7 separate regions of the Mus musculus genome follow, and regions 2, 3, 4, 5, 6 and 7 are each linked to region 1. The links are chromatin contacts, called in public Hi-C and HiChIP or PLAC-seq maps. All regions are on one chromosome and are shown on one strand. Each heading gives the region's core, a stretch centred on a gene start, on an enhancer-like site or on the middle of the called end of the contact. The rest is flanking DNA. Distances are from core to core; before and after follow the strand shown. Region 1 has its middle 4.6 kb from the start of Gm38545. Region 2 has its middle 94 kb from the start of Gm40242. Region 3 has its middle 66 kb from the start of Gm40242. Region 4 has its middle 17 kb from the start of Gm40242. Region 5 has its middle 4.6 kb from the start of Gm40242. Region 6 has its middle 7.6 kb from the start of Gm52719. Region 7 has its middle 48 kb from the start of Gm52719.

What was found. A called contact is a pair of places that touch in the nucleus more often than the background predicts. HiChIP or PLAC-seq counts read pairs in DNA pulled down with a chosen protein or histone mark.
Region 2: a contact with region 1 is called in an H3K4me3 HiChIP or PLAC-seq map of forebrain, with 6 times the contacts expected there. The contact joins two enhancer-like sites. A contact is called at or near these places in 1 of 484 Hi-C or Micro-C datasets (epidermal suprabasal cells), 12 of 115 datasets of contacts at active chromatin or transcription factors (craniofacial prominence, embryonic basal ganglia, embryonic forebrain and 7 more) and 2 of 9 other capture datasets (embryonic stem cells and embryonic trunk).
Region 3: a contact with region 1 is called in a Hi-C map of cortical neurons, with 3 times the contacts expected there. The contact joins two enhancer-like sites. A contact is called at or near these places in 2 of 15 datasets of contacts at CTCF or cohesin (the NIH/3T3 cell line and large pre-B cells), 28 of 484 Hi-C or Micro-C datasets (the AtT-20 cell line, the C2C12 cell line, the HL-1 cell line and 12 more), 15 of 115 datasets of contacts at active chromatin or transcription factors (craniofacial prominence, embryonic basal ganglia, embryonic forebrain and 10 more) and 1 of 9 other capture datasets (embryonic stem cells).
Region 4: an H3K4me3 HiChIP or PLAC-seq map of forebrain shows a contact between it and region 1, with 4 times the contacts expected there. The contact joins two enhancer-like sites. A contact is called at or near these places in 1 of 484 Hi-C or Micro-C datasets (cortical neurons), 9 of 115 datasets of contacts at active chromatin or transcription factors (craniofacial prominence, embryonic basal ganglia, embryonic forebrain and 5 more) and 1 of 9 other capture datasets (embryonic trunk).
Region 5: an H3K4me3 HiChIP or PLAC-seq map of forebrain shows a contact between it and region 1, with 5 times the contacts expected there. The contact joins two enhancer-like sites. A contact is called at or near these places in 3 of 484 Hi-C or Micro-C datasets (embryonic stem cells and nephron progenitors), 11 of 115 datasets of contacts at active chromatin or transcription factors (craniofacial prominence, embryonic basal ganglia, embryonic forebrain and 6 more) and 1 of 9 other capture datasets (embryonic stem cells).
Region 6: a contact with region 1 is called in an H3K4me3 HiChIP or PLAC-seq map of embryonic basal ganglia, with 2.3 times the contacts expected there. The contact joins two enhancer-like sites. A contact is called at or near these places in 2 of 15 datasets of contacts at CTCF or cohesin (both in embryonic stem cells), 21 of 484 Hi-C or Micro-C datasets (differentiating embryonic stem cells, embryonic stem cells, extraembryonic ectoderm and 4 more), 9 of 115 datasets of contacts at active chromatin or transcription factors (embryonic basal ganglia, embryonic forebrain, embryonic hindbrain and 4 more) and 3 of 9 other capture datasets (embryonic stem cells, embryonic tail and embryonic trunk).
Region 7: a Hi-C map of cortical neurons shows a contact between it and region 1, with 3 times the contacts expected there. The contact joins two enhancer-like sites. A contact is called at or near these places in 1 of 39 promoter capture datasets (liver), 1 of 15 datasets of contacts at CTCF or cohesin (the NIH/3T3 cell line), 32 of 484 Hi-C or Micro-C datasets (the HL-1 cell line, the STO cell line, cerebral cortex and 12 more), 13 of 115 datasets of contacts at active chromatin or transcription factors (craniofacial prominence, embryonic basal ganglia, embryonic forebrain and 6 more) and 3 of 9 other capture datasets (embryonic stem cells, embryonic tail and embryonic trunk).

The regions. Positions count from the first base shown.
Region 1 is chr4:124,671,197-124,674,387 of GRCm38.p6, forward strand. No RefSeq gene overlaps it. Among named protein-coding and RNA genes, the nearest start is that of Gm38545, 4.6 kb to the left of the region's middle. Within about 2 kb of position 1,450, at least 48 of the 459 cell types and tissues checked have an H3K27ac peak or open chromatin away from gene starts, as enhancers often do. A contact at or near this core is called in cortical neurons, embryonic basal ganglia and forebrain, where this site is marked.
Region 2 is chr4:124,177,096-124,180,286 of GRCm38.p6, forward strand. No RefSeq gene overlaps it. Among named protein-coding and RNA genes, the nearest start is that of Gm40242, 94 kb to the right of the region's middle. Within about 2 kb of position 1,721, at least 19 of the 459 cell types and tissues checked have an H3K27ac peak or open chromatin away from gene starts, as enhancers often do. A contact at or near this core is called in forebrain, where this site is marked.
Region 3 is chr4:124,205,201-124,208,391 of GRCm38.p6, forward strand. No RefSeq gene overlaps it. Among named protein-coding and RNA genes, the nearest start is that of Gm40242, 66 kb to the right of the region's middle. Within about 2 kb of position 1,556, at least 4 of the 459 cell types and tissues checked have an H3K27ac peak or open chromatin away from gene starts, as enhancers often do. A contact at or near this core is called in cortical neurons, where this site is marked.
Region 4 is chr4:124,253,899-124,257,089 of GRCm38.p6, forward strand. No RefSeq gene overlaps it. Among named protein-coding and RNA genes, the nearest start is that of Gm40242, 17 kb to the right of the region's middle. Within about 2 kb of position 1,488, at least 14 of the 459 cell types and tissues checked have an H3K27ac peak or open chromatin away from gene starts, as enhancers often do. A contact at or near this core is called in forebrain, where this site is marked.
Region 5 is chr4:124,275,376-124,278,566 of GRCm38.p6, forward strand. No RefSeq gene overlaps it. Among named protein-coding and RNA genes, the nearest start is that of Gm40242, 4.6 kb to the left of the region's middle. Within about 2 kb of position 1,691, at least 51 of the 459 cell types and tissues checked have an H3K27ac peak or open chromatin away from gene starts, as enhancers often do. A contact at or near this core is called in forebrain, where this site is marked.
Region 6 is chr4:124,359,108-124,362,298 of GRCm38.p6, forward strand. No RefSeq gene overlaps it. Among named protein-coding and RNA genes, the nearest start is that of Gm52719, 7.6 kb to the left of the region's middle. Within about 2 kb of position 1,589, at least 8 of the 459 cell types and tissues checked have an H3K27ac peak or open chromatin away from gene starts, as enhancers often do. A contact at or near this core is called in embryonic basal ganglia, where this site is marked.
Region 7 is chr4:124,399,697-124,402,887 of GRCm38.p6, forward strand. No RefSeq gene overlaps it. Among named protein-coding and RNA genes, the nearest start is that of Gm52719, 48 kb to the left of the region's middle. Within about 2 kb of position 1,740, at least 41 of the 459 cell types and tissues checked have an H3K27ac peak or open chromatin away from gene starts, as enhancers often do. A contact at or near this core is called in cortical neurons and forebrain, where this site is marked.

The DNA.
Region 1 (3,191 bases), core at 200-2,699:
TTATCCTACCCAGTCTGAAATGGAGTCAAATGGAGACCCAGGTAGGGCACGTTCTCTGCCAGTTCTCTGCAATACAAAGTCCTATGTTTTCTTTAAAGCTAGCCCCTGACTCAGCCCTTACCACTGAAATGTAAGGCCAAACCACCCTGGTCCACTGTGTCTCTCTTACCAGGGGTGTCAGGTGAGGGAAGAGGGTTGTGCCTGGGGGAGGGGCTGGGGCTGAAGAGCTCCAGAAGGGGAGGGCTGGCCCTGCAGGATGACAGAGAGATGATTAAACCCACAGAGAAGATTGATAAGGGTGCTAAAAAGCTGCAAGTCTGCAAGGTGGGCTGGGGACAAATCTCATCTTGTCCTGGCAGTGCTCACAGTTTTGGGGGGCTGGGCCAGCCTGGCTGAGCTCATGACCCATACATACAAAGAACACTCCAGAACAGGAGGGACTAGGGGGCTAGAAGGCCACTTCCTGCTTCTCCCTCCTGGCCTCTGATGAAGGCTTCTGGAGCTCACCGAGGGACCCCTGCCCCCTTAACACCTGGGCAGTGCGTCCCTTCACCCACAGCATCTCTGCCTCAGCTCTCACTCTCGTTATTATTAGATGTGATTTACAGCGGAAGCGCTGAGTCAGACAAACCGAGATTTCCCCTAGACAGAGGCAGTGGGAGAGGAGAGTCCAGGGGAGGTGGGCAGGGTCCTCGGAGGGAGCCAGGAGCTGGGTATACCAGACTCCAACTTGTAGAATGAGCAGGGAGTTTATGTTGCTGTTTCTCCTACCTGCTCTAGGCCCAGGATCCTCACTTGGGACTCTTGGACATTCAGACCCCTTTTCTGACATCTCGCCTCACCTTTGAGCTTGTCTTGGTTGGCCTCCTTTCCTTTTACAAATTTAAGAGGAGAGCCTGGAAATGAGTCAGGACCTTGTGTCTTCAGAACGGCTCTGAAGGTGGTCCCGAGCTCCCAGAGATGGAGAGAAACAGCGGAAGGGCCCCGGCCACCCCACCCCCACTCTGCAAACAGAGACCCTAGCACCGAGTTCCGGGCAAGTGGGGGGTGTCCAAAGGCGCAACACCGCCTGCAGGAAAAGCCCACATTTCTGCTTTCACCTTGTGCAGAAGAGAGTGGTGGGCAGGTCGGTCTCTGCTCCCTGGGTCTCTGACTCCCTGGCAGGGAGGAACTGGGCATTGTTGCCAAAAATAAACGTTCCTTCTCCCGCTCCCTGGCTCCCGGCTCCCGCTCATTAGGATGCGTGGCGTTTGGCTGCGGTCCCACACCTTGCAGCTCATTATAAATATGCAGTCGCTGCTGGCGCTACCCCAATCATCTCTGCAATCAGAGCTTTTAATTAGGTTAATTAAATTGTATCAAATCTCGCAGGGACGCAGTTCACTGATGCTGATGAGGCAGCCAAAACAGACCCCGGCTCCTTGGCTAATGAAGGCCGCTGCCTGCCTGAGCAGCGAGGGGGCAGGAACGCATAATAAAGGGGTGCGTCCTCGGGGAGGAGCTGCTGCCCAGGCCCATGCTCTGGGGACCTAGGAAAGGATCTTCATCTAGCAAGTTGAGCTCTAGCGGCAGCAGTCTCCCAACCCCAGAGACTATCAGCCTCGCTGGAGAACCAACGATGCGGAGCATCAGGAACCCAGACAGGTGGGCAGTGTTAGGCCTAAGCACCTGCCACCCCAAACTACAGAGTAAACAGTGTCTTGATATCCACTGGCTCTATCTGGGAGCGCCTTACTTCTTCCACAGACTAGTTTAAAAAAAAAAAAAAAGGGGGGGGGTGCGCATGCGCACACGTGCCCGTACACACGCGAGGGGAGAGATGGGGGCGGGAGTGGGGGGGAGGAGGGAAGTTGTCCTGTCACTGCCTCCTTGGTTGTCTTATTAGCCTGTGAGGAGGCCAGGCTGAGGCTAGGAAGCCCATCCCACTGCTGGCCTAGTCTCCATCTGCCATGGAGGCCATCTGCCCCTGGCAGGGGGTAGTTTATAATGCTACCAGCCAAAGACAGGAGGGGGTGGCACCCCCTCCCCAGTCTCTACGTGCCAGATGGAGCCTGTGTTTTCCCACCTACCTCTCTACCTAAAGAGCCCTCTCTCAGGGAGAGACATTAGTCCCGGCCCTACAGGATCAAATTAGCTAAGGAAGAGAGCCGATTCCTCCCCACTCCGTCCCTCCTCACCCTGAGCTGACAGTCCCGCGCGTCCTGCACTCTACCACAGGCCATGGGAACCCATGCAAACCCGGAGCTGGAGGAACAGAAGGTCTTCCCCTAACTTTTAGCAAAATGGCAGGTGCTGCCACCTCTAGAGGGGTGGTCCCTGCCACTGCTCAGCCCTCTCCTCTGAACTCTTCAGTTCTCTGAGCAAAAGAAGGCCAAAGATGGGGACTTGTTCAGTGCTTTCAAGGTGAAGCTTGCCTGTTCTGTAGGAGCTGCTTTTTGCTTTTGGTTTGGTTTGGTTTTTGATTTTTGTTTGTTTGTTTGTGTTTTGGCTTTTGATTGTTTTTTTTTTTAAATAGAAAGGTTGTGTGGATGGGGTGTTATTTCCACTCAGTAATGTGAAAACTTGAAACCAACCCCCACCCCCACCATTTGTCACCTCAGAAAGAAGCCTTTGGGGGTAACAAAGAAAAATAAAAAGCTGTAAATTAGTCAGACTGGCTCAGGGCAAGGGAGGGGAGTACCCACCTGCCTCCAGGCACCAGGGTTTCGTTAACACTGGTGATCTGAGCGTGGCCATCAGGTGACAGACAATGAAGACCTGAGACGCCTTCCTTCCCACCTTCCTTAAATCCCCCAAAGCAGCAGCCCCCTGCCTAGATCCTCAGTTCTACTCCAGACTAGCCTCTACCTGCCGGGGACAGACTGCGGGACCTCCCAGCACCTGGGTGTTCCTCCTATGTCAGGATATGGCCATCGCCTTTTCTAGGACCATCAAGTCAGGCAGAGCAGATGGACAGGAGATGTAACTGAGACAAGACTTCCCAAAATGCCATACCAGAGGGCCTGGGGAGAGAAGGCAAAGCAGTTCCTTACTGGAGTCAGGAGCCGCGGGAGCGATGTTTCCTTTGGCCTGGCCTTCTAGGGGAGGCAGGCAGAAGTATGTACAACCAGGACTGCCTCTTCTGGGCTCCAGAGTCTCAGACTTGGGCTTTGGAAGGCTAAGGCTCTGGTCCAGGCTTTGCATATTCTAAG
Region 2 (3,191 bases), core at 471-2,970, 490 kb before region 1:
AGCTTGTTCCTGCCCCAGCACCTTGGCTTTGGCTATGCTCTCTCCAGGACATAATTGCAATTCTGTTTCTTCTGACTGGCTCCACCTCATCTCTTGCCATCAGCTGCCCTTCCGCAGAGAGATCTTCCTGGCGTCATTCATGTGGTCCTCTGGATGGATCCTTGGGCACTTTCCAGACATTTCCCTCCTCCTCTAAGGATAACCTTGAATACATTGTTCACTTGACCGGTCTCCTGTCTTACAAACTCACATTGGGGGTGAGATCTCTAGCTTAGGCATCTCTGTTTTGTAAGGATCCAGTACAGATCATTTTTTGTTTTGTTTTGTTTTTGAGAGAAACTCTCTTGTAGCCAACACTAACCTAAAATTAGAGATGTAGTCCCGGTAACCTTGAGTGTCTGATACTCTGCCTCTACCGCTCAAGTGCTGATATCACAGTATATATCACAGTATATATCATCACACCCAGTTTATACTGAGATTGGTGAATGAACTTAAGGTTTCCTGTATGCTAAGCAAGCACTCTCCAACTGAGCTACATCTCCAGCCCCAGTACAGCTATTTCTGTAAGGTTTATTTTACTTTCATTTGTGTTGGGTGGGGCGGGGATGGTAGTGGTATATACAGGTGTCCTCAGAGGCCAGAAGAGGGCATTGGTTCCACAGGGAATGGAGTTCCAGGCAGTTATGAGTCATGAGACCTGGGTGTTGGGAACTAACCCCTGTTTCCTGCAAGAGCATCGAGCCCACTCTTGGTAAATATCAATCAAATAAATTCACCAAGGCTGATATCGGGCCAGGCTCCTCATGCACGCTTTCTAACCAAATCTTTACAATAACCCTGTGAGGTTGATTGATAGGCCCGCGACCATAGGCTGAATCCATTTCTCAACATCTTAGTGGTGAACACGACATTGAACTGGAGTCCCGCGAATCCACCCACACTCGTGTTTTCTGAGCCGACCCCTTAGTGTCTTGAGGCTTCACTACCTGGCTCACAGTTCCAGAGTTTTGAGCCTCCTTTCCCTCCCAAGAAAAATGAATGCATCCATAAAACAGATCCCTGTCAGGGGCTCGAGAGTAAATTCTGAGGCCAGATTGAGACTGTTCACCAGCGAGCTACTGTCTGTGCAACCCTGAATGGGTGACTGGCTCTCTCTGTGCTTTAACCGTTTCATCTGTAAGGTGGGCTTTTGTTAAAAGCATTATTGCATTTACACATCAGACACTTATACAGTGGTAAATGGTTAACTGCCCTTGAGCATTTAGGAACCTCGTTCCTCTCCAGCATCCCTTTCCATCTCATCCTTTTCTCTCAGAGGCTCAGGAGGTCTTGCTGAGAGAGTTTGACCACCTACAGGTGGGAGCCCCCAAATTCAAGGACAGGACCCCCGACACAGTCAGTCCTCCCTGCAGCTCTGGCTCTGACTTTACCGCTGGCGATGCTCGCCCTCCCGCTGCACCTGCCCGGCTTCTGCTGATCTGTCTTTTGCTCCATTAGGCAGGGCCGCGGCCCCAGAGCCCCGCGAGCTGCCCCGCGCCCTTAGAACGCTTCGTCTGCCCGCGCCCCGCCGCCCCCCGCCCGGGGAGGTGACGGCAAAGTGAATTAGCGCGCAGCCGAGGGCGCGGGGGCGCCGAGGTGCCCGGCAGCTCCGCGGGCGCAGCACTTCCCGGCCTGATATTTGCACAAAGTGCTCTCAGGGCTCTTTACATTTGCTCTTGCCCGCGGAGTTAGCGTTTCCGCTGAGCGCCGACTTCTCCAAAGGGCGCCCGCGCCTGTGTTTGAGTAGCAGCGGCCCAGACTCGCCAGGCGCCCGGGTCCCCGCGCCCCCTCCATCTTACTCACCCAGCTAGATTCTTTGCATCAGCGCTTTCCATACATTTTTCCCATACACCACTCTGGGCCCGTCAGGTCTTGCCAGTTTCTGTCTATTTTCAGGTCTCTCTTCCGTCTTTGCAACACCCCTCCCTGTCCTGTCCATTCCTAGCTGCCTCCATTTTTTCCCCTGCTAATCTCCCCACACCCTCTGTTACCAGTCCCAGCTGCCCCTCACATCCCTGCGTTTTCTGTCTCCTTGGTAGCTAGGCCTGGTCCTTCAAGTCACTTCAAGGGTTCTTGAGGACCTAGGAGGATTGAGAAGTGTCCTCAGCTCTTATCTAGCCCCAGTCACTATTATGCTCTGGGATTTGGGATAACCAAAGCAACATCCACTAAGGCTTCCTACTCCCAGTCAGTGGGCTGCACCTCTATGCCAAAGCTGACTGTGAGCCTCCTTCTCGATCCTCTGAGCCAAAGTGTACCCCAGGGGCCAAAAATGCTAAGGTCTCCTTCTCCATTCACTGTCCCAGCAGTCTGACCGCCCCTGGGATTTCTGGGACTCTTGGACTGGAGATCAGTGGAAAGGCACCAGGAAACACAGGTGCCTGAGATGCCCTGTACCAGGTGACATGTGGCCGAGTCCATCATGAAGATGAGGTCCCATGAGAGGCTGGAGTTTGTGTTAGCAGACAAGGCACGGCAACACTCTGGCAGGCTCACCATGCCAATCCCCCTCTGCAATGTCCCCGTGGAGACACCGGGACATATGCATGTGCATGCACACACACGTATGTGGGTGTAAATGTGTGCATGTGGAGGCCAGTGGACAGCCTCAGGAGCCATCGTCAGGAATGGTGTTCACCTCCTTTGAGATAGGGTTTCCCACTGACCTGGAACCCACCATTTAGGTTAGATCGGCTCTCCAGAGGACCTTAACTGCCCTCAGTGCTGGTGTTACAAGCCTCAACACCAGGCTTGGCAGGGTTCTGGTGAGCCTCAAACTCTGGGGAGCCTTGTGGTTTCAAGACTAGTGCCTTACCAACTTCACCATCACCCCAGACCTGCAGAGTGTTTCTGCTCTGCAGACTAGAACTCTAGCAGGGTTCTGAAATACTTCGTGCATGTGTTTGCTTTAGCACAATACATTCTAATGTTACTTTTATCACTAAGAAAAGGCCTCCTTTATTCTGTAAGCATAATTTCAATCATGGGTTAAATATTTGTCTTAAATGACTGTAAGTACTCTATGACTCCTAGAACAGACTCCCTCAAGGAGAATGGCTATCAAGGATTTGAAAAGATCCTCCCTAATGTTTTGATTGTTTCTGTGGAGTCATTTGATCAATTAGGTAATCATTTCCAGTATAAAACTT
Region 3 (3,191 bases), core at 306-2,805, 470 kb before region 1:
AAACAACTTGAAGGGAAAAAAGGTTAATTTTGGCTCATGCCTCAGGGGGATTTCAGTTCATTGCAGTGGGTGTTGGCTTCATCCTTGGCCACTGAAGTCTGGGGCTGTGCACGTGGTGCAGACCAAGAAGCAGAGAGCTTAGGGCAGGAACAAGAGGTGAGCATGCTGTTCAAAGACTGGCCCCTAGTGGCCTTCCCTTACTTCCAAGAGACAAGCCCCATATTTTGAGGGCTCTGCAGCTGTCAAACTAGTGCTAAATCCTAAGGACAAGAGCCCGTGGGCTGCATTTCAGATTAAAAGCCTAACAGGTCATAACGGGATTTTGATTTCATAGAACTGACATCCTATAAGAAAGAGACTCCAATGTATGTGTTTTCTCCCCTACTCTCTCTCTCTCTCTCTCTCTCTCTCTCTCTCTCTCTCTCTCTCTCTCTCTCTCTGTGTGTGTGTGTGTGTATGTGTGTGTGTGTGTGTGTGTGTGTGTGCGCGCGTGAGATATAGTGAGAAGGTAGTCGTTTGCTTGCCAGAAAAGGGCCCAAAGGCCAGTATCCTTAGCACCTTCAGTAGCGTTGGCCCCTACCTAGTATGTGTCCAGAGCAGTGGAGAAAACTGAGCAGTTACTCCCAACATGGCTGGAAAGCTGACTGGTTAGCAGAAATGGTAATGTTCTCTTTCCTCTCAGCTCTGTCTTCAGTGACACCATGCTGGTACTGTGACCCACCATAGCAGTAGCATTTACACTGCAGGAATTGGTAGACACTACAAACTAGAGCTTTTACATGGAGGAGCCAGTTATTAAACCTTCAGCACACGCTATTATAGACTACATCAAACATATAGAAGAAGTATGTAGGGGCCAGGATCTTAGACAGCAAGGGTCTTGGTCCTTCAGGACATTGCCTGGTGACATGCTCTGGGTTTCATCGGCTAGAACACATGTTAAAGCCCTTGAAGACAATCAGGTCCACGCTTCATTTCACAGATGGAAAGCCGGGGTCCAGAGAGAGGAAATGACTTGCCTAGGGTCTCTCGGCACACGTGGCAGCAGTTCAAGGTCATCTCTATCTAATCCGCTCAAACTTATAAATCGTGTAGGTAGCGGGTAGTGGTGGGGGTGATATGCCAGAGGTTTTCTGGCCTAGATCAAGCATCCACGCTGCTATTTGGGGGAAGATTTCGTGAGGATGGGGTTGTGTTTTCCTGGTTTCCTGGCTGTTCCTTCCTCTTGTGTTTGCACACCCCACAGGGTGTAGTAGAGAGATAAGCGAGATGCACACTCTATAATCAATAATGCAGCTTCTTCTGTCTCTGAGTGGAGTCTGTGGAAGTCGATGAGAATAGCACAGCTTGTAAATGTGCAGATTGGACCGGAGCCCTAAAGTGCACCCTAGAAAACACGGCTGCGTGTTCTTCATCTACAGCTAATTATAACTTTATTCATTACAGTCTGGCTCATAAGATTATAGACCTAAATCAGGAATAGAATATGTGTTACATATATATTTTTATAATACTTTTCCTCCGTCAGAAGTGAGTCTCTGCCTCGATCGGAGGCGTGAAGTCAGAGTCCCGTCCCTGAGTCAGGCATCTGCAATGTGGCATTTTCTGTCGCCGCCCCACACTTTGCTTAAAGCAACGTGAAGGTGTTAAACAACTCAGAACGAACCCGCCCCGCCCGCCCCACCCGGCAAATCACAGCGCCTGTCAAAGGAAGATGTAGAAGGAGTTATTAATCTTTGGGGCCAACTGTTTTTAATTATGTACATACAGTATTCAAATTAGTTTCAAAATGGTCTTGGAGGTTCAGTTCTTCCCCGCAGTTTATCCTGCCGGGCGTGCGGCCTGTAAGGGCCAAGGCCGAAGTCAAGACTGAAGACTGCCCTTGATCTATAGGGCTGTGGATCCTTGATCCACAGAACCCCTTGAGGATCAGTGTTTGGACTTCTTCCACTGTGGCTCTTTCCTTAGGTAACCTCAGTGCAGGCCTTGCTCTGGAATAGCATCTATATGCTAATGATGTCAAAACATGCTCTCTAGCCCTATTCTGTGCTCTTACCGGCACACGTACCTGCTCCACTTCAGTTTCTTCTTGAGGGCTTTGTAGACATCTGAAGGCTTCGATGCTCAAAGCAAAACTTGATCTCTAGCAAAGCATACCCTGCCCTGTGCTGCCCCGAGTATTCACATATACACGGTCACTATTTCTCAGTCAGTAACCACATCGGTGTGCTCACCCTGCAAAGCCATGGGATAGTCTGGATTCTTCTTTGCTTTCCATTCCCACACCAATGAGCGTATTTAATGGCCGACACACATTATACCCAGACGTATTCTCCTCCTCAACTGTGTCGTAGGTGCTCCCCGGTTGTCACCGTCTTGTCCTAGGCCACAGTAGCAGCTCCTTAGATCATATCACTGCTTCCTGCCTTGTATTTCCAAGGCCTATTCTCTACCCAGTAGCTGGAGGAAGTCTTTACACAGTTGTGTCCACTTCTCGGCTCACAGCCCTCCCATGGCACAAGCACAAACTCCAGATGCTCTGCAAGAACCTCGAGGGACTCTTCCTGAATCCAGTCCCAGCCTGTCCCCCGGCTCTCATCATCATGCTTCATGCTGTATGACAAGTCACTGGAACTCTTGAAACTCGTTAAGCCTCAGATACAGGACACACTCATTCTTCACCACTAAGATTCATCTTGTCATTAACCAGGTTGGAATCCGTCAACTGTTAGTTCTTCATGAGTTCTTCCCAGAGGCAGAGTCTGGACAGGGAGAGGGATGACCAACCCTTTCCACACCATCTCAGAGTACTGTCCTTATGGCTAACTCTTCTTGATGATATAACAGAATCCTTGACCAACATTGGGTATCTTTTGTTTCTTCCTTCCTTTCTCCCTCCTTCCCTTCTTCCTTCCTTCCTTTGTATGTATGTATGTATGTATGTATGTATGTATGTATGTATGTATGTATGTATGTATGTATATAAGTACACTGTTGCTGTCTTCAAACACACCAGAGGAGGGCATCAAATCCCATTACAGATGGTTGTGAGCCATCATGTGGTTGCTGGGATTTGAACTCAGGACCTTTGGAAAAGCAGTCGGTGCTCTTAACCACTGAGCCATCTCACCAGCCCCTAAATGTAGACAAAGACTCATACATGTAAATAATTTTAAAAAGATTTATTTATT
Region 4 (3,191 bases), core at 238-2,737, 420 kb before region 1:
GAGAGGAGAAACTGACCATCCAGGTTCACTTCCTTCATGGTGGAAAACATTCTAGAGCCCTGGCCACTCTCGAAATCTCAGAACAAAGTGCAGATCATCCAATGGGTCACCAACGTCCTTTTCTTTCACTGTCTTTAGAATGAGCAAAGTCAGTCTCCTTTGGTGGTTCCCTGATCACTGGGCCCCCAGAAAACCAAGAGAGCAGCTCACTCATCCAGAGCAGAAAGGCATCTCCCCTGAGGGTTGCCACCCAGCTGGCACATCCCGGGCCTTCTACAGAGCGATTTGTGGCCACTCATTAGCACCAAGGTCTCATTTCTTCACTTTTGACCGACCCCTCCCTTTTAACATTTGAGCGAGCTCTCAAGATGTTCTTTGTTTCTGTTACAAAATGTGTGTGTGTGTGTGTGTGTGTGTGTGTGTGTGTGTTGGCAGGAGGGAGTACAAAGAGGTGAGGTGTATTTTTAGAGCCATAGAGGAGCTGGCAGAAATTGAAAATAGGGTTTTCGAGTTCGTATGTTTATGCTGCCGAAGGAAGGCTCCATAGCGTTCTCTGCGTCCCGTTCAATATCTAAGAAGCTTTCTGCGACATGCCTTCGAGCATTCTGATTAAAAAGCATCCTGCCTGCTCCTTGCCTGTGCCCTTCCTGCCCCCTCCCCCAGCAGGGCCCTGAATGTACCAAGGGGGTGGCAGCCCTCAGGGGAGATGCCTTTCTGCTCTGGAAAAGCAAGCTGCTCTCCTGGTTTGCAGGGCCCAATGAACAGGGCAGATTAATCCCCAGAGGTGGTCGGTACACAATTAACATTTTTGCCTCTTATTTTAATTAAGAAGGGCCAAGGGATAGGACGTTAGCTTGTCTAATGGGACCGTGCGGCATGTGCTGGCTGCCAGAGGAGTCCCAGTTATTCGCACTTGTTGAAGACTTTCTAGATAATTAAATACGGCATTAATCATTTGCTGAGTGGACACCGGCCTTTATTTCTCCTCTGGACTCCTTGCATGCAGGAGGCAAAGTGGCTCCCGATTTGCTGGTTCCCCAGCACACAGGCAGGAGCTCGCCCCACGCGAGCCCACTTTCAGTGATTTTTGTAGAAAAGCAAAGATTCTCGAAGACATCTGCCTGCGCAGTTCTGACAGCGGAAGCTCTCTTCACAGGCGCATTAACATGACCTCATTAGTTCCTGCATCTACTCTTCTAACCACAGAAACCAGAGTGCGGTAGGAGCCAATCATGCTAATTACATCAGATCGGTTTGCATATTCATAAACCATTTTCTGTTTTATGGACAGCAAAAATAAACACAGTATCTCTTTAATAATTTTAAGTGGGTCACTTTCAGGACTGTATCTGTTTTAAATAAATTATCATATTGTTAAAGGCCACAGTCAAAAGCTATTTTTTGAGCAGCCCCAGAGGTTAGGGTTGGGGGCAGGGCACGTGAAGGGTGCTCCGAGGCGCAGGGATTAGCCAGTTGGTCAGTTTCCAAGGTCTCTTCTGCTCAAGACAATCGGAACTCAAAACCCTGTCCTGATTTAGTGAACAGGTGCACTACAGCTTCCCACTGATGACAAAATAGATTCTAGTCAGAACTCTGAGACTCTCAAAATCACGGTCGTGTGCAGTGGGAGAGAAACGCTGTGATGTAGCAGTGCCTGCCTTTTCTGGGAAGGGTTTCATTTTAGGGACCAAGTTTAATATTCTGTTTTGTTTTCTCAGAACTCTGGAAAAATGGGCATTAAAACAATTAGAAGACAAGGGACTGGAGATGGGTTGGCTGGTCAAGTGCTTGCTGTTAAACCGGAAGGCCTGACTTTGAGCCCGATCCCCCCAAAAGCCAGGCAAGGTGAGGTAAAGGCAGTAAAGGACCCTCGCTAGTTCTCTAGCTAGCCAGCCAGCCTAATTGGTGAGTCCTAGTGAGAGACTCTGTCTCAAAAACTAAAGTAGACAGTGTCTGAAGAAGAATACTGGAGTTTGTCCTTGGCCACAAGCGCGCATGCATGTGTGCATTTGTTGTGTATGTGCACCAGCACAGACAAATAAGGCCGCAAACCTGCAATGGAGACTTCGCCACACTGTCCCGCTGTCGTGTCCTTTCTTTAGACAATTTGGGGGCAGAACAAGCCCACTCATGGCCCCGCCCCCGAGGGGAGGGGCAGCCCAATCCATGACCTGCAATCCTCAACTTTGAGGCTCTTACAGATTTCTTTTACAGAGGCAGGGGACCACAAGGTTTAAGAAGCAAAAATACACAAGTTTTCCAGCACAGGTGCTTAACCTAGGTAGGAGAACTCACTGTTTTCAAGACTACCAGGAGACCCAGTTACATGCTAGCTGACTTTGGTTTCTGTTCGCTCCCCCTGCTGGGTGGGTAGTGTGCTAATCTGTGTGAGTAGTGTGTGTGCTTTAAGGTGATCTTTCTTTTAAACCATGTCTATTAGCAAAGCCGTCTCCATTCACTCCACTTATACGCAGACCCAAACACTGTATTTATGTCTGGAGCTTGCTTTTCTGTTTACTTGTTAATTTATTTCTCTTCATGGTAAACATTCCTGGGTGAATAAATGTGGCATTTTCTGATGGTAGTGTGGGCTATCCCATTTTGTTGTCTTTTTTTTCCTCTCAATGCTCTGTCAAGAGAGAGCTTTTGTTCCTGTAATGCAAGAGATCTCTGACTCCTGCCTTCTTGGGGGACCTTCGGCTCAACCTTCGAAACCATTTGCATTTCTCTGAGCTCTTCACCTCACTCCTGACTAGGTTAGCAGAAGCCTCACAGATGGCTGCCCCATGTTATTAGCTGAGCCACAGTTGAAGCTTTTGTGTGTCAGCTGCGCTGATTTCGAAACACCCTATTATTTGTGCAATATACCTTGGAATTACAGCTTATAATTTCATGAAAGCCTAACATATCTGGATGTTTACAAGTTCTATCCCTTGGGGAAATGTATAGTGTTCATTTCTTTTGTTTAGTCTATTTAAAACGGGACCAGATACAAAGCCGCGGTGATTGACAAATTAATGCTCTCAGCTTCTCCTGAAAAGTACTTGAATTATTAGTACAAAAAGCATGTTACGAACTGTAATAATTTTAACTCCATTTCATTGCTAAAAGCTGATAATAATGAAAACAAATGAAAATTGTGATGCAATCTAACACCAGCCAGAATGGAAGTAGTCACAGAGTTGGGACAC
Region 5 (3,191 bases), core at 441-2,940, 400 kb before region 1:
CCACATGGGGTGGTTCACGATGGTCTGTGACTCCAGCTCTGGCCCCTGAAGGCACTCACACACACATTTGGTACAAATATATACATATACATATACATATACATATACGTATACATATACGTATATGTATATGTATATGTATGTGTGTGTATATATATATATATATATGCATACACAAATAATCAAATAATTTTTTTTAAAAAGCGAATGTTCTACATCTGATTGTGGATTAATTTGTTAGGATCAAAATATCCTCTGGCTTTCTATGCCTATTTTACAGCACAGACCCCAACACAGAACCGGCGGACGGTGAGCATCCACTATAGTCAGATTAACAAGCCTAGGAGACAGCTATATTCTGAGACCCACGTATTCAGGGAGTCCTGTGAGAGGGAAAAAAAAAGAACTTTCCCTTCTGGCCCCTGCTCTTCAAATGACCCTATTGAGCATGGCTCTTTCTGTCGACCTCATTTCTGACTCATCTTGTAGTTGTGGTTCTGTGCTTGCCTCCTAGGGACTCCACACACAGATAAGCCTCGACTTCTCTTTACACTGGAGGAATTTGCTCGGAAGCTCTGGTCCCAATCCTGTGCATGGATAGTCGGTGCTGCGGGCCGGGGTGGATGACTCTCTGCAGGCTATTGGGGTGGCTTTTATATCTAACCACCTGTGCACAGAGGCGTTTTCCAGTATTTTTAAACCTTGCCTTGACAAGGCAATACATGGACATTAAAGACTCCCATTCTCCGGAAAAAGTGTTTTCATTTCTACTTGGTCCTTTTGGTCCTTTCTTCCTTCCTTTCTTCCTTCCTTCCTTCCTTCCTTCCTTCCTTCCTTCCTTCCTTCCTTCCTTTCTTTCTTTCTTTCTTTCTTTCTTTCTTTCTTTCTTTCTTTCTTTCTTTCTTTCTCTCTTTCTTTTTTTTCAAGACAGGGTTTCTCTGTGTAGCCCTGGCTGTCCTGGAACTCACTCTGTAGACCAGGCTGGCCTCGAACTCAGAAATCAGCCTGCCTCTGCCTCCCAAGTGCTAGGATTAAAGGCATATGCCACCACCCACGCCCGGCCCTACTTGGTCCTTTCCCATCCTTTGGCAAATTTGGGTGTTTCTTGGTCTGGCTGCTACAGTGAAGATAGAATTTTATGGCTTGATTTTTTTTTCTTTTTCTTTCTTCCTTTCCTTTTTTAAAAAACTTTATTGTTATAAACATCTTCTATGTCTCCATGATCCTCATATGTGTAATATGCCTTCTCGTTAAACATTTAGGACCCCCCCCCCCGCCACTCCCATCCCTTTACTCCCTAGCATTTAAGAACTAGACTTTAGGAAACAAAAACTGAACAAGCTGTGCCCCAGTCTCCAGATTGACAGTGCTCGCCCAGGCATTCCCTGCAAAGCTGGAGACACAGTAGCTGTGGGCTGGATGGATCCCAAACGCTGGGAGACTGGATATAAAATGATTAAAAAGTATGCATGAGAAGCCGCCGCAACCCTGGTGTCCCCAGAAAGTAAGAGATGAAGCAATATGCGTGTGGCACTTAAATTCTTCCAACTTCCAGCAACATAATCAGTTAACGAATCATGAGACTCCAAGCCACATGGAAACAAAGGCAGAAGAGAGAGCAAACTAGAGACAGAATAGGAGAGGCGGGAACGTTGAGCCAGGGGCGTTCCCATGGGGAGGGGAATCTTGCCAACAATGTTGCTTGGTATCTTTAATGCTTTGAAGAAAAGCCTGCTCTGCATAGAAGTTTTCACTGAGCATCTACAGGCAACTTGCGTCGAGAATTTCCAGCCCACCCCATGGGCAGAACACTGGACTAGATCCCGAAGAAACCCGGGCAGAAGAAAGAGGACGGGCCTCTGCTCCGAGGGCAGGCTTCTGTAAGGCCAGGGGAGCCGGAACACCCATGGCGGTCTCCTCGCAGGGTCTTGCAGACAGCTGGGGTAGCCAGCCAGCAAGCATTGTCCCCGCACAATTAAACAAGAATGCCCCACGTGACGGTTCCACTGTGAAAGTTTTCAAATAGTGTTTGGAATGTTTACATAATTGTTCAAAAGAGCCTTTTTCAATGTACCTGTTTACACTCTTCCCTTTGGAAATTCAGCAATCAGGCCATGGAGGACTCTCAGCCTCCACTTGCCGCCCTTGATTGCCGAGGAAGGAAAGAAAGGCCCGTCAGTGAATCGCTGGGAAAACATGCCCTAACAAACGCCCTGTAATGAGGGGCTCCGCTTTTGCAGGCGTAGCAGTGGCGGGGGGCGGGGGGAGGCAGGGGAGCCGGGGTGCAGAGCTGGGGGCCGCGAGCGCGCGGTGTAGCCCGTTTTTGTTGTGTGGCTCCCGGCTGGAGGGAGCGCCCCGACCCCGGTGCCTTTGTGTGCAAATTTCCCACCGGGGCCAAGCAACTTTCCACAATTTAATTAAGTGGCTTTAGAGTCCGGAGTTGGCCTAACAAGCTCCCGTTCATGAATGAAAGATTTGTCCCCCAGCAGCGGGGGCCCCCGGTGGAGACAAAGTGGGCAGCAGGGACCGCTGGCTCCGGCCGCCGGGAGCGAGCGGGTGGGGAAGCGGCTGCGGGGGGGCTGGCGGCGGTCCTTCTGGGACGCGTCTCACCTAGCTCGCGGCAAATATGCCATCCATATGCCCAGGATCACAACCGAATCAGCTCCATCAGGCCTGGCAAAGAGGCATTTAAATTGCTAATATTGTGCCGGGGAGCGTTGACAGCCTTGCCAAGGATCAGCTCTGTAGGATCCACAGAGACAAACCTGGGGTGGGGAGGGAGGACTCAGAAAGAGCCCAGCCGCAGTGAGAAATACGAAAACACAGGAGCCTACAGCCGTGGGGGATCCTTGGTAGCGAAATGTCAGGAGAAAGGGAGGAAGAGAGGAGCCCACCGTGGGGTCTTGGAACTGGTGGACCACTGGGACCCCTTTCTCATCCATTATTTCTGGTGCGTGGCCAGCTGGAGTTTCCCCCAAGGGTTCTCTGCAACTGAGCTTAGAGTTAGGATAAAGGGAAAGTAGGCAGAAACAGACAGACAGATGGACGGATGGATGTAGGGAAGGAAGAGAGACGTAGGGAGGAAGGGGAGAGGAAGGGAGGGAGGGAGGGAGAGAGGGAGGGAGGGAGAGGGAGAGAGAGAGAGAGAGAGAGAGAGAGAGAGAGAGAGAGAGAGAGAGAGAGAGAGAGAG
Region 6 (3,191 bases), core at 339-2,838, 310 kb before region 1:
AAGGAAGCAGATTAAGGGCTGGCGTTCAGCCCAACCCTTCCTTGCCAAACTTTCCAAATGCTGAGGGACCTGAACCATCTTCTTGTCCACACTCCTGTGGAGCAGGAGTGGCTGCAGGGGAAGCTCCCACAGGTAAGGACTAGTTGAATGGCTAGCAGTTGATATTCAAAGCCAGAGCCCAGAAGGCAGATTCTACCACACACATCCTAATCTTAACCCATCCAGATGTGCCCAGCAGCAGGAGTCACCGTGCTTTTGTCTGGGAGTGGGGAAGGCTCTTGTCTGTTCCTGACCCCAAATAATATAAGTTGGCTTCCAATTCAGAGGAAGTGGCCTAAAACTTGCTCAGCATTTAATAGAACTTGTACACCCAGACATGCAAGTAGACATAATCCACACCTTAAGTTTTGCACACACTCTCAGAAGAAAACCCCATAGCTACAGCATCTCTAGCTATTCAATCAAGTGTTCCTAGTTCAAGGGTGCCATTGGATCTTTTGTTTGTTTGTTTACTTACTTATTTATTTACTTTTATTATCTAATAAAATATACCATAATTATATAAAAAGAATTATTTAAATTTATTATTTGTGTATATTTATTTACTTACTTACTTATTTTGGTCTATGCAGATGGGGTCTTGGATAGCCCAGGCTGGACCAAACTCACTGTGAACAAACCTTAGGATGACCTTGAACTCCGACCCCTCCTACCTTCACCTCCTGAGCTCTGTGACCCTTGGCAGGGATCTCCAGGCCCTCTCCAGGCTCACTGTGACTTGAAGAGCCCTCCAGCAGCCTGAAATCTCACAGAAGCACTGTAAGTGTGCACCTGTCGAGCAGCAGCTGCACTGTGGCTGAGCCACAGTGAAAACTTTAAAAATCCATCCCGGGTGCTCCCCACCCCCCACCCCGAGGTGAAGGACTCTGCTTGACCCCAAACACCAAAAATCCTTAAAACTTCCTCTTCCTCCCCGCCACCGGAATCCTGTATCCACCCCTCTTCTTCCCAGGGGAAGCAGGAGATGTCCAGGCTTCTGCCTTCTCGGCACAGACAGCCCCTGTCACCAAAAGAACTAGACAATTCAGTCCCCACCATCACGGGCACCGTTTAGCCTTCAATTTTCCTGCCTACCTCGGGATTAACTCAGTCTGTGAGACTTCCCTGGGCCATTTAAGGGAGCACCACACTTCTTTCTATTCCCCAGAAATTGTAACCCGGACTTGGTTTTGTGATGCTAATTGCCTTATCTTCATAAATTCTACAGTCTTACATAATTTACCCGCATTGTAGCAGGATTTCCCAAGAATAAAAAAGCAGGTGCCGTCAATGGTAATTTGAATAAGAAAAGACATGTTAAGTGGGTCCTCTCTCACTAGTAATAGAAATTAATTAGCTTTGAGCAGCTTTGGAGGTTTTTGCTTTTTTTTTTTTTAAATGCTGTAACCTGTTATGTTTTCTAATTGTATGGAAAGAAGGTTTGATTTGATCACATTATTTGGTGACGGAGGGGTCTCTGTTTGGAGTCAAAGGTGCAGGAACAGTGGCAGTCAGAGGGTGGGAAGCCACCAGAGGCAGCGCCACGTTGAGAGTACAGGGCTTTGTAGTCAGATAAACTGAGTTCTGAGCTACTGTGAGTTGCTTGCTAGTTCTGTGACCCTGGACAAATCCCTTCTCCTCTTTAAACATCAGCTTTCTCACTGTATGACAGAGGCCTGAACCGGAGGAGCGAGCCTGGGGCTGAGCACAGGCTCTGGGGTTGAAGTTGGATGTAAGCTGCAGTCTGTCACTCCCGTTGCTTTGTGACCCTTTCCTAAAAAGATACCTTTAATTTTGAAAAATGTAGCATGTTCTTTAATGGAAGCAATGGGTTGTGGCGGCTCAGACCTGTAATACCTAGGGCACTAGCCTGAGAAAGCTGAGTGGGAAAACTGTGGTGAGTTAGAGGCCAGCCTGAGCTATCAAATAACCATTCCCCCCCCAAAAAATCTATACCCCACTTATAATCTGGCTTGAATTGGCTCATTTCACCCACACAAAAATAACTTGTCAGCAAGGACTGCAGCTTCCTGGAGCCTCATCACTGTCTTGCAGCAAAATTCTCCTCTTCAGCCTGGCTGAGCTGGTCATTTGTCTCTCCACTGGCACCTGAAGCTCACAGGAATTGGCGGACAGCCACTGTGCAGAGCTAGGATGGGGTCTGCTTCCCCCTGAGTCAGAACAAGCAAGATGGGCAGTGCCCGTATCTTGAACCTCAGGGGAGAAACAGAGAGAGCCAACTCAAAATGGACCAGTCATTAAGTTCTCAAAGCTCCCCTCCAGTGATGTATAGCCTTCAAGAAGGCAAGGCCTCCTCAGTCTCTGGAACAATGACACTAACCAGGGACCAAACATCTCTCGTTTAAATATCACACCCTCCTAACTACAGGTATATCTTTTAGCAGATCCTCAAGAAGTAGGGCATACATAGGGCATACATTGGTTCTGATAACGAGACTTCAACACAACCTTCTCATAAGTCAAGAGGGATGTAGAAAGTCTGAAATCTGAGCAACACTACCAGCCAGCTTTACCTAATTCATAGCTATGGGGCCTTATCTCAGACATCCACAGTATGCAACTCTTCTCCCAAAGAGATACATATCAGACCTTAACATAAACCCCAATAAGCTGCAAAGGACTGAGAGTTAACGAACTATGTCCTCTAACAATGGTACATGTAGACTCCTCAAAAGTAATAACTTGAAATATTCATTTAAAAAAATGTTCCACATAAGTCAAAATTGAAGATGGTGCTTCTACATATCCGACACAACCCAGCGATGCCCCCAAAGGAAAATGTAAAGTGGTCTGAGCAAATGATAATGAATGTGCAGTATATCAGTATGTGGGGTGGAGTGAAGCAGCTCTCAGAGGAGAATCGATCTCCTGTGTGGTTCAAATACTCATCTCTGGAGAGATGGCTCAGTGGTTAAGAGCACTGGCTGCTCTTCCAGAGGGCCCAGGTTCCATTCCCAGCACCCACATGGCAGCTCACAACTGTCTGTAACTCCAGTTCCAGGAGATCTGACATCCTCTTCTGGCCTCTGGGGCACCAAGCATGCAGGAAAAATACTCAGAAATGTGAAAATAGATAGGAAGAAATCTCTAAATACCTGTATTAGAAATAAAGGTTTTTAAATAAGGGATCT
Region 7 (3,191 bases), core at 490-2,989, 270 kb before region 1:
AAGGTTTATGTAATCATAATCTTATGTAAGTTCATCTTCAGCAATGGCCTTATTTAATGGCTGGTTTACCAAATTCTTAAAATGTGATTAGCAGTTTTTACAAGCCATCTCCAACACACCACCCATCCTAGTAGACTTGCTAGGCTGAAATAGGGGTAGAGCTGGGATTTGAACCCAGATCTCACTGACTCCAGACGAAGATATCATCAGCTTCCTGCTTGTGCTGCAAGGTGGAGATGGGGCTGATTAGAAATGCAGATCATTCCTGGGCACCATTAGGAGAAATAAGAGGCACCGATGATCTGTAAGTGCCCAAATAAAGAAAGCTAGTATGGCCGCCCCCTGTCTCCACATAGGGCTTGGGCACAGTCTACCCAGAAGACACCTGTTCTACCTCTATCCCAACTTTTTAATACCGAAAGCTATTTCTTTCACCAAAGCTATTTCTGATTTCAAACATTTTGTTCTCCTAAGAGCTGGGCCACTGATCAAATCCCTCCAGCCACTCCTCTCCACCTCCCAGGGCCTTCCTTTCCTCCCCATCAGAATGAGTGAGGGAGACCAGCTAACCTTGAACAATTCCCCCACCCAGATCTGAAGCACTCAAATATGACTCACTACATAGGCAGTGCCAGAGGTTCTGACAGCTCAGAAAGCAGGTGCCAGCATCAACCCTGTTGGGGTTGGGAGAGCTGCTCAAGGAGGCTCGATGGGAAGCAGAGACCACATGGGAAACAACTGAGCCACTTCAAAGTGCAACCGAACAGGTGACAAGAGACCATCTTTTATGCAGGATAGTGATACATGCCTGGAAGAAAGAAAACCAATTCTGCGTCCCAAGCCACACTGCTGTGTAGAGTGATGGGCCCCTCCCCCCTCTGTACACACGCCTCTTCATCCTCTCAAAAGAGAGGATATTGAACTCTGTGGCCTCTGACTTCTAATCTGATTGTTTATGTCCTCTGCCACACGACGGAATGCAAGGACAGAAGAAAATGACATCAGGCAGGTGGCTGCCAAGCCAGATGGGGCTAAGAGGAGTAGGCAGTACAGATGGTGCAGAACTTCAGCTTCAAGAGGTGCAAAGATAAAGGACTTAGCATGTATAGGTAGGTGCACCTGTGTGCATGGTGTTAGGTAGGAGTGACGTCCCACCTACCAACAACATCCCAGGCTGGGGATGGTCCTGAGGCCTGGACCCAGGGTTCTGTGCCAGCTAGTGAGGCTAGCCGAGCAAGCGTGAGCCGATGCTCCTGGTGTTGCCATGGAAGCCCAGGAATAGTGCAAGCTGGGAGTGACTGTCGGGGTGCAGCTCCCTCAGAAGGAGCCTGTGTCACGCCTTTGGCAGAACATCAGGTGGGAGTCTCAGAGCACAATGAGCTATTGTTCTTTGAGGCTTTACGCTAAACCCGTTTCCAAGGTTTTATGAATCATTTTGCTGCTGATCTTTAAAAAAAATAAAAGAGTAATATACAAGGCACAGTGGAAGGAGCCTTCAGCTTCTTTTCTCTGAGAGAGGAACATGAACTCGTGGAGAACTCCTTCCCACCTTCTGCCTTGATCTCCCCCACAACTGTCAGAAAGGCTACTTTGAAGGCAATGATTCTGGATCATAGCCATGGGCCATCCCAACACTGACGAAGGAAAATAAGAGTCCTGAAGAGGAAACATATAAGCACCCAGGCTTTGGGACTGCCAAGACAAATGAATGACAAGTAGCTCAAACTAAGGCCAAGCAGTTGCTGTGTGACTCAGACAATGTTGCGTCCTTAGGAACTCCCTCCATGAGAACGTCCTGCATGGAGATGAGTCTTTGTCTCTGAGACATGGATTGGCTGCATTTCCAAGGAGGCGAATGCCACTCATGGCCAGCAGCTTCCTGCTCCGTCCCTGGCCCATCTACCTTCATGTGCACTTGGCTTTCTGTATATCTTCTGGCTGACAGTCTGACGTTCCACTCTGAAAGCCAGCCTTCAGAAGAACCTTGGAGTCCAAGGCTGTGCCCCTTAAGTGTGCTCCTACTCCAAAGTAAAATCTAAAGCAGTGGGTCCCTGTCAGGGCACCTACCCAGCCTGCCCTAAGACAAGTTTCAGCAACTTGCTGAACCAGCCACCGATCAGACAGAGAACCTGCTCCAGACAGTAGGTGCTCATTCATAGCATGGCTTCTCTGAAGGCTGTTGTGCTAAATGGGAAGGGAGTGGTTTCTCAGGAGACCACCTGACCCTTCCGTCACAATGGATGAAGACCCAGCCTTGAGATTCCCTAGCTAGAGATGTGGTCCTTCAACTGCTCCGATTCTGAAAGCTGATGTGGCTACAGTTTGTACCTCCCCATATATAGTTTGATCCCTGCCTCAGTTTCTTTCCTGGCCCCCGGAGCCCTAACTTTGAAATACTTCCCAGCTCCCAGCCAACCCTCCCCTTGCCTCCCAGGGCCTCAGTTCCCCACCTCCTCCTACTGGCTGGCTCGGTTTTACAGATGGTTGCAGCCCCGGTTATTATTTAAACGAGCTGCTTCTGGCTCACATGTTAATTAAAACCCGCTGTCCAAAATCTCCTGGTACAATTTGCAGTGTAATCTGTAGCCTCTAGTGCATCATTGTATCTCTATTAAAAGGGATTCTCTGTAATGATGCGGGGATTTAATTAGTTTCTTTGCCAATGTTGTAAAACACAGTGATAAACGAGCCAACAGGTCCGTGGATCATTATTCTCCTCAAGATGAGCTTATTAGCTGATTATGAATCATTAACAAAGTCTACACGGGATTTTCTTATCTAATTCAACACAATTTTTAACATTCAGTGCTCAACATCCATTCCTTGCAACCAGCAACATTGTGTGGTGATTGCGATCTCTATGTGTGGCTCTCTGCTCTGGGCTTAGGTCTTCCCCCTCTTATTTAATTTGAGCTATATGGCGGGAGGACTCGAGAACAGGGACTGGGGACGACACTGTGATGAATCCAGAGTTTTATTTTATGACGGGAAGCAGCTACTATGAACTGGAACTGGCAGCCCATATTTTTGTGCTGGTATAAGTGTGTGTTTGTATATTCTCACATCTGGGGAGGGATACACACACTTTGTGCACATGTGTGCATCAGTAGTAGAGGGAAAGTCTGGGGACATATGTGCTCCTGTATACATGGAAGTGTAAAAGCTATATTCACACGTCTGTATATCCTTTT